3 separate regions of the Zea mays genome follow, and all the other regions are linked to region 3. The links are chromatin contacts, called in public Hi-C maps. All regions are on one chromosome and are shown on one strand. Each heading gives the region's core, a stretch centred on a gene start, on an enhancer-like site or on the middle of the called end of the contact. The rest is flanking DNA. Distances are from core to core; before and after follow the strand shown.

Region 1 (2,700 bases), core at 52-2,551, 330 kb before region 3:
ACGCAGTCGTTCTGGATGTCCTTGTCGAGGATGTCGCTCAGCGTGCGGTACGACTTGCCGGCACCGATGAGATCGTTCACCTGGAAGGATAGATGGGTGGTATGAGTACGCAGTATTCACGCGGAGAAGCGGCGTTACGTTCCGTTGCCGGGAGTACGCGGGAGCAATTTTGATTGGTGCAGTGGTGCTAATAACGCCGACCATTGAAATACTGAAAGAGTCTGCACGCAATCGACCGCGAGTCAAATCAACGCGACAACTTTCTTTCCTGGAGCTTCCTTGAAGGAGAAGATTGCAAAGTTCGTTTTTTTTTCGGTGACGTGTGTTCTTTTCTAGAAAGAAGGAAGATCTGATGAAAGTAATAAATAATATGGCGCCATGTTATCCAGGCATCACTCGTTGGATTTCACCTCGCCAGCCGTGTAAAATCTTGGATTCCTGACACAGAGAGATCGCAACAACGGTACGAACTACAAAGCGAAGCAAACGATCCCGGCAGGGGCGAGAGAGAGAGAAAAAAAAGAGAGGAGAGATCGCGCAGAACTTTCGGATCGATCAGGCGCTCACCTTGGTGACGTACTCCATCTCGGCGAACCTGAAGGCCATCCCGAGGCTGCTGAAGAGCACGGAGACGAGGGCACAGGTGTCGCTGAAGGGCGCGACGCGGAGCTCGCCGCCGTCGGCGTCCATCCCGCGCACCAGCTCCTCGAACGCCTCGGCCACCGCCGTCAGCGGCGTCTCCATCCCCTGGCGCGCCGCCACGACAGCCGCCACCCCTTCGCACAGCTGCTCCGACGGCGCCTGCGCCTCCGCCGACGACCACGACATCTGCCTGAACCCGAGCATCCTGTCCCGTCCTCTCCCTACCTACTCTCTCTCCCACCGGAAACGCGTGATCGTTAGCGGGCGCAACGGAACGGTGGTGGCGCGGGGAGAGGCCAAGGACGCGCGGCGAGGTGTGCGAACGCCTCGCCTCCGCGCGCGGCTTGCTAGTCTGTGTGGGGGGTTGGGGAGGGGGAAGGGAAAAGGGTGAAAAGGCTGGCTGCCTATGTATAGGAGTCGGCCGGAACCTGAATTTTGCCATGGGAAGGAAGATCCGAAGAGGATCCGCGGTTTGTCCAGTCACATACTGCACAGCAGTTACTACAACCCCATTAATTATAGATTTTTTAAGCTAATTTAGTGATCGGAGAATTGGAAAGTATTCGTGAGAAAGGAATTCTATTGTTATCCAATTTCATGGTCACTAACCAGCCCTTAAAAGGTCTATAGGGGTTAAGTGAACAAAAATTAAGATGTGTTTTTTTTGAAGAGTCCGTTTCTACACAATTCTTTATATATTATCCCTTAACTCTTATATTTATGATGTAGAAGATTTAGTTTTTCATACGGTCTCTTATACTTAAAAATTAAAACCAATGGCAATAGTTTGTATATGTCCTAACATGTACATGAGCTTAATCCTAAAATTTACTTTTGTCAAAAATATCTAAATATAAAATATATGTGCAATCTAAATAATTTAACAAGACAACAGAGGCGACGAGTTTAGAATCATTAGAACTAGTTCACATTGATTTTTTCGAGAGAAATGGAATATTGACAAAAGAAGGGACAAGATATTTCATGATATTGATATCGATGTGTACTTGTTTAAAATAAGAGATGTGTATCTTATCTATTTCAAAATCTATAAAAACAAAATTAAAAAATCAGTTTGAAAGAATGATTAAACGCCTGAGATCTGATCATGATGGAGAGTATTTGCCAAACGAATTTAACTCATTCTGCGAGGAACATGATATCATTCATGAAAAGGAACGTCCCTATTCTCCACATACCAATAGGATTGTGTAAAGTAATAACAGAATTCTAATGGAGATGGTTAGCGCTATGTTAGAAACATCGAGACTCTCCAACTAAGGTCTTATTCGGTTAATCCCGTTATCCATGTATTGGATGAGATTAGAAAAATTTAAGGAGTTTAACTTACTTGAGATTTAATTTCACCCAATCCCACTCAATCCACATGAATTGAGAGCTAATCGAACAAGCCCTAATGATAGGTGAGGCTATAATGTCTGTGTGTCATGTGCTAAATAGAGTTACCATGAAAAATAATAAAAAACACCATTTGATGAATGAGAAAAGAAAAAAAAAATGAATTTCTCTTGTCTGCGAACTTGGGCCTGTATGGCTAAGTCATTGTGCCAATCCTAAAGAGGCGCAAACCTAGACCTAAATAGAGATAATTTATCCTTTTAAAGTCCTTGTGTTTGGTAATTTAAGAACCAAAAGAGAGTAAGAGACTAACAATTTGTCTATAGAAACCAAACACTCTTTACTTTGCTAGCCACATTATCGATACATTCCTACCCTAATATTATCTCAGTTCATAAATATATGACAGCGTTATTTTTTTTCGAAAATTTTAATCATTCGTCTTATTCAAAATATTTATTTAAAATGTAAAATTTCAAGTCAAACACAAACTAACTTAAGTGATAAAACAAATCAAAAAAATAAATAAATAACAACTCATTATATTTAATAATACAAATGGTTAAAGTTTTTTGTTTTAAATTCAGCGGTGTCATATATTTATGAATGAAGATAATATTTTCTTTTTTGTCCTGTGCCACTTACAACAAAAAAAAATAATCCACAAAAATCGCATTCGCATATAAAATGGCAAAACCA
Region 2 (2,700 bases), core at 56-2,555, 410 kb before region 3:
TATAATTTATCACATAAGGATATACGGCTTTAGCTAATACACTAATATATATTGGGTCCATCCCGCATTTTTTTTAAATGTGGAATAAATAGGGTTTTTTAAATGTGGAATAAATAGGGTTCAACTCGGATAAAACAGGATCCCACAAGAAACATGATTCAGGGGATGGAATCTTTAGAGGATAGAGAAAAAATTAGGTATATAGGGATGACGTAGAGGGAACCGTTATGGATAGTCTGAGGTTGTGTTTACAATTCAACGTCATCCTCGCACCCAACATTGGAATCGTAATTTTTTATTTTTGTTTTGTAGAGCTTAAACAAGCACCACTTAGATCTTGTTCTAAACCTCTAAATTTAATAGTTAGACACTAAATTTAGCTGAGAATTTTAGAATGACTGAATGGGTCAGTCGTTGGACTAGCTAATTATTAATTATACTTCTCAACCTAACTTACAACTTATTAGCCATTAGCTCTCTATAGGTTTGGAATAGGGCGACGTATATATAACATCGAGTGAACACACAAACCGTATACCTTTATTGGTAGCAAGTACATCACTCGATCTGACCCTTCTTTATAGTGCCAGTCGCCAAACACCACCAAACAACTACTAACACGCCGCGCAGGTTATGAAGTACGGGACGACAGACGATATTATTGAACAACAAGGGCAGCACCGTCTAATTAGCTACGTGCTTTACTACTCCGTGAGCGCGGCGCTCTCCGCCGGCTGATTGGCCGCCCTGCAGTGCCTAGGCGGCGGTGACGGCGACCTTCATGCCGGCCTGGCAGTGGCCTGGGAAGCTGCAGATGAAGTAGTTGGCGCCGCGCCTCAGCGTGACGCGGTCGTTCCCGGTGGCGAGCGCCCTGGCGCCCTCGGGCGCGCTGCACGAGCTGTACCCCGCCGCGCTCACGGGCACCACGTTGTGCGCCCTGGCGTCGTACCTGAACACTGCATGAAGCCATGAACGCGCGCGCGCGTGCACACCATCAGAGGGTCAGATTAAGCTGGGCTACGTACGCAGCCATCCATGGAAAATGGGATGCATCACTGGTCACCGAGGACGTCGCCGGCGCGGAAACGCTTGCCGTTGGGCCAGCTGGCGGTGTTGAAGCTCCACCCGCCGCGGTCGCCGACCGTGTACACCGCCGACTCGGCGAACTCGCCGCGGAGGAGCGCGCACAGGAGGACCAGCGCCAGCGCGGCGGCGCTGCTGCCACTGCCAGTGCCACGAGCACTGCCCCTTACCTGAGCCATGGCGGCGCTCTAGCAGTGAGGCTATAGCTAAACTCTAGAAGTGAGCTGTAGAGCGCACCAAGAACCGCTTTTTATAGGCGAACCCAAGTACCCCTGCACACGACGATAACCAAACTCTCGTTTCTAGCGTATATAGTGGCCATGGCACGGTCAAATGGCCCAGGGACAAGCAAGCGCTTACGCCGTGTGAACTAACGCTACTGAATAGGAGTACATAGTTAGTTAGCTAGCCCCACAGTGACACCGATCGAGCTGCGAGCGAGGAAGCAAGCCATAGCCACCCCCACCCACTGACCAACGAGGACGAGAGAGGACGGGGGTGGGGAGCCACAAGCCTTGGAAAAACTTTCTTGTTGCGTTTATTGCAGTCCGCGTTCTTCAGCAGTTCCCGTTGGTGGGTGACTGGTGAGCGCCCTGACCCTCGCCGCGGACGGGAGGATGGACTGGCCTGGCACAGGATTTAAGGATGTGTTTGGTTACAATGACGAGATAGAATGAGATAGAACGATCTCAAATAAGTTTATTTGATTTAGGTTCAAGAGTTGAGACAGTGTTTTTCTTAATTATCCTTCAAAATTGAAAGGACGAGAGAGAACGTCAGGAGATCGACGTCTGTTCTAGCTGTCCCGCCGCACCATAAAGCAAGCAAACGCAGGTGTGCGGGAGCTAGCTAGACCTAGACCCGTGCGGTGCAAGTGGAACAAACGAGTCTTCAATTCTTCATACAGTAGTGTACTACACCACACTAGCTTGCTTGATCCATGTGCACCTGACTCTGTCCATAACTCCAGATAGGCGGGCCACCTTGACGAGCAGCAAACCTACGCGCCCTCGTCAGTGGTGGCGGACAGGATCATCAATGAATCTGGTTCGGGAGAAAGGAGGCTGGGCAACCTGAAACTGAAATGGACGGAACGGACCAAAGCGCGACATTCTTCAGATTATGCGGCCGATGATGCACCCCCGTGGTGCCACACTAGACACTAGTGCAAGGACGCTGGAAGTAAATTTAGCGACTTGGGGGTATTTTAGCGGCATCCAGATAGCAACCCGAGCCAGGAGATGGTTTGTTTATTTTGTCCATATATTGGAAGTTTTTTTTTCACTGTATGCCTCTAGTTAGATCTTATGGTATATGCTCATATCATAGAGGAGTATGCAATTAATGATGGTAAAAAGAAAAAGAAAATATCGAGAAGAGATTTGATCTGTTGCCAATTGTTTGCGCAATAATGAAAATGAGTCTACTAATGTTATGTTGGTATGCAAGTTATTGCAGTAATTACACGTTTTTTTAGAGAGACGATACATGTTTTGGCAATTCAAATCAAACGATCTGTTTGGACGAGATGGGATTGTTTTATTATATAAGGAAGTAGCCATAATAAAGCAGAGGTATGTGGTTTTTACACAACGTAGAACACACACATGTGTATCC
Region 3 (2,700 bases), core at 168-2,667:
TTAGGCCTTCTCCACAGTGGTGACGATGGAAGGGATCAACTAGATCGTGATGAGCAACCTCACATCACTGTCGGAGCAGGAGCTAATGGAGTGCAGCACTAATGGGAACAACGGGTGCAACGACGATATCATGGACTATGCCTTCTCGTTCATCGCCACCAGTGGTGGGCTCCGCTCTGAGGTGTAGAGTACCTCATGGAGGTGATCGTCGGGGGATGGGGATGCGAGTGAGGGATGAGGATAATCCAAAAACACTGACCATTAGATGTGATCAATTAAGAGATAAAAGGTAAATGAAATGATCTGGAGCGTTGGTTTTAATGGTGGGATTTGGTGAGGTTAATTTACAGTGTGCACCTAGTGATGTTTTAAATGGTGGATTATATAGAGGTAGAGAGTAGTACTATCATCGAAGGATTTTAATCCATCATTACGACAAAGCAAATGATTCACTGACAAGTAGGGATGGATCTAGATACTTATTCGAATGTAAAATTTTAGTCTTTTTTATTCTATTATGAACAAATAACATGCAAAAATTGTCATGTATTTTTTGTTTTTAGGATTGAGCTTATTAATATTCATAAAAACTAAACCTCACATCGGTTCCATATGTTTCTAAATAATTGATATAAAATCTGGATATGGATACAAATTTGGATTCAGATGTTTTCACCTTTTTCTTTGTAGAGAGACAATAATGCACACAAAAAATATACAACATTTTATTCTTGTCCTTTATAATATTCATAATAACATAACTAAAAATCAGTTATATCGTTGAGAGATCATTCAAAGTACTAAAAATTAAGTGGAAAATTATATTTAACATGCCTTCGTACTCTATGTACAAGCAAAAAATGGTTGTTGCTGCTACAATAATTCTCCATGATTTCATACGAGAACATAATACATGAGACTTGGACTTTGCTCGGTTTAACCGTGATCTGGATTATATTCAAACAATCCCGAAAAGATATAACAAATTCATGATAGGCTCCGATAGGTTTGCGACCATGCTTAATGCACTTGAGTAATGTTTTAGATATAAGTGCTAAACTTTAGCATATTTTCCTAATTAATGCATGTGGAGCGCGTGGCTACCGAGGAGACCAACAACATGACAAAGAAATGATATAATGTGTAGAGGGAGAGAGAAAGAAGAGAAATGGGTTTAGGGGTCACTTTTAGTTTAGTTTAGCATCTTTGGTAGAGCTAAAGTGCTAATGGGTATTAAATTTTAGCACAACACTTTTAGCCACTCTGATTGTTTCTTCAATAACTGAACTTTAGTAAAAAAATGTAGTGCTAAACTTTAACAAGAGAAAACAAACACAGTCTAAAGCTGAAATTATTGAAGTGAACCCTCCTTAACAAGCCTATAATTCGTGAACGTCCTCCTCACAAGTCACAAGTGACAACCAGGGCGCACAATCTCCAACGGCTCAGATCATAACGCCCCAGCATCAAACGGTTATGACCCCTCCCACCATTTCGAGGTTCATCAGACCCCTTGCGCCGAGATCTAAAACACGCCCTCTCCTGTCATCCATTGCATTTTCCTCCCCCTCTCTCTCGCGCGGGGGTCCCGAGTCCCGACTCGCCCCTCCAGATCCACCACCACCACCTCTTCTCCTCCAGATCCACCACCCCATCCTCTCCGCAGCTACAGCCAGGTGGAGCTCGGCTTAGCCGTCGACGTGGCTGGGCACGCCGGGACGGGAGGATGCTGACCAAGTTCGAGACGAAGAGCAACCGGGTGAAGGGGCTGAGTTTCCACCCGCGTCGGCCATGGATCCTGGCGAGTCTCCACAGCGGGGTGATCCAGATGTGGGACTACCGCATGGGCACCCTCCTCGACCGCTTCGACGAGCACGACGGGCCGGTTCGCGGCGTCCACTTCCACGCCACTCAGCCTCTCTTCGTCTCCGGAGGTAATTTGCTAGATCCTTCCTCGTGTCGCCCGTCTGGTGCGCGCTTCGCATGTTTAGCTCATTTATATCTCGCGGATAGGAGGTATTCCCGCGAGTTACGTGGCTGTTTGATGGTTCTGCGTCGTTGATTGTGTAATCGTGGGCGCTTGGACTAGACTGGTTTACAAGTTCGTTGATGTGATCTCGTTTGGTGGGAAGCCCGGTGGTTAAGGACATACTTACCGTATACAATAGTTTGGTACGATGGGTTGGTCTTACTCGGATCTGGTGCTTGCTTCATCTGTGCTTACTATGATCTGTATGGTAAATAATTCATTAGTGCTTGAATTTTCCTGTGGCTTTAGGCGGTGGATTCTACAATGATCTTTGAAACATGAGTACCTTCAGTCACAAATCACAAAGGCATTCTCATTAGCATGCACCAAAACAAAAACCACTGTTGCAGTCGTGCTGTCAATCATTGAATCCATACTAATGCAACTAATACATCCTTCGGCACATTACAATTGTTACTTTTAAGATTTATGAATCTTCTAAGATTCTGGTACTGTTTTACCATGCAGGTGATGATTATAAGATTAAGGTCTGGAATTACAAGACGCACCGCTGCCTCTTCACACTTCATGGGCATCTTGACTACATTCGCACCGTGCAATTCCATCATGAGTACCCATGGATTGTAAGTGCTAGTGACGATCAGACAATCCGGATCTGGAACTGGCAGTCACGCACCTGTGTGGCTGTGCTGACTGGGCATAACCATTAT

Evidence for each region. Hi-C and Micro-C count contacts between places; a contact is called where the count stands out from the background.
Region 1: a contact with region 3 is called in a Hi-C map of leaf, with 5 times the contacts expected there. The contact joins the promoter of LOC103625954 here to the promoter of LOC100502115 in region 3. A contact is called at or near these places in 3 of 25 Hi-C or Micro-C datasets (ear, leaf and tassel).
Region 2: a contact with region 3 is called in a Hi-C map of leaf, with 8 times the contacts expected there. The contact joins the promoter of LOC100280893 here to the promoter of LOC100502115 in region 3. A contact is called at or near these places in 2 of 25 Hi-C or Micro-C datasets (ear and leaf).

The regions. Positions count from the first base shown.
Region 1 is chr5:11,913,566-11,916,265 of Zm-B73-REFERENCE-NAM-5.0, reverse strand. LOC103625954 (protein CASP) reads left to right here and starts at 1,301. Exons shown (of 18, transcript XM_008646355.3): 1 at 1,301-2,700. LOC100278613 reads right to left here and starts at 1,153. Exons shown (of 4, transcript NM_001151835.3): 1 at 568-1,153; 2 at 1-80. The coding sequence starts at 846.
Region 2 is chr5:11,996,142-11,998,841 of Zm-B73-REFERENCE-NAM-5.0, reverse strand. It overlaps LOC100280893 (chemocyanin), which reads right to left and starts at 1,305. Exons shown (of 2, transcript NM_001153813.1): 1 at 1,064-1,305; 2 at 519-956. The coding sequence starts at 1,262. The coding sequence ends at 757.
Region 3 is chr5:11,582,274-11,584,973 of Zm-B73-REFERENCE-NAM-5.0, reverse strand. LOC100502115 (coatomer subunit alpha-3) reads left to right here and starts at 1,417. Exons shown (of 3, transcript XM_008645994.3): 1 at 1,417-1,934; 2 at 2,498-2,700. The coding sequence starts at 1,727.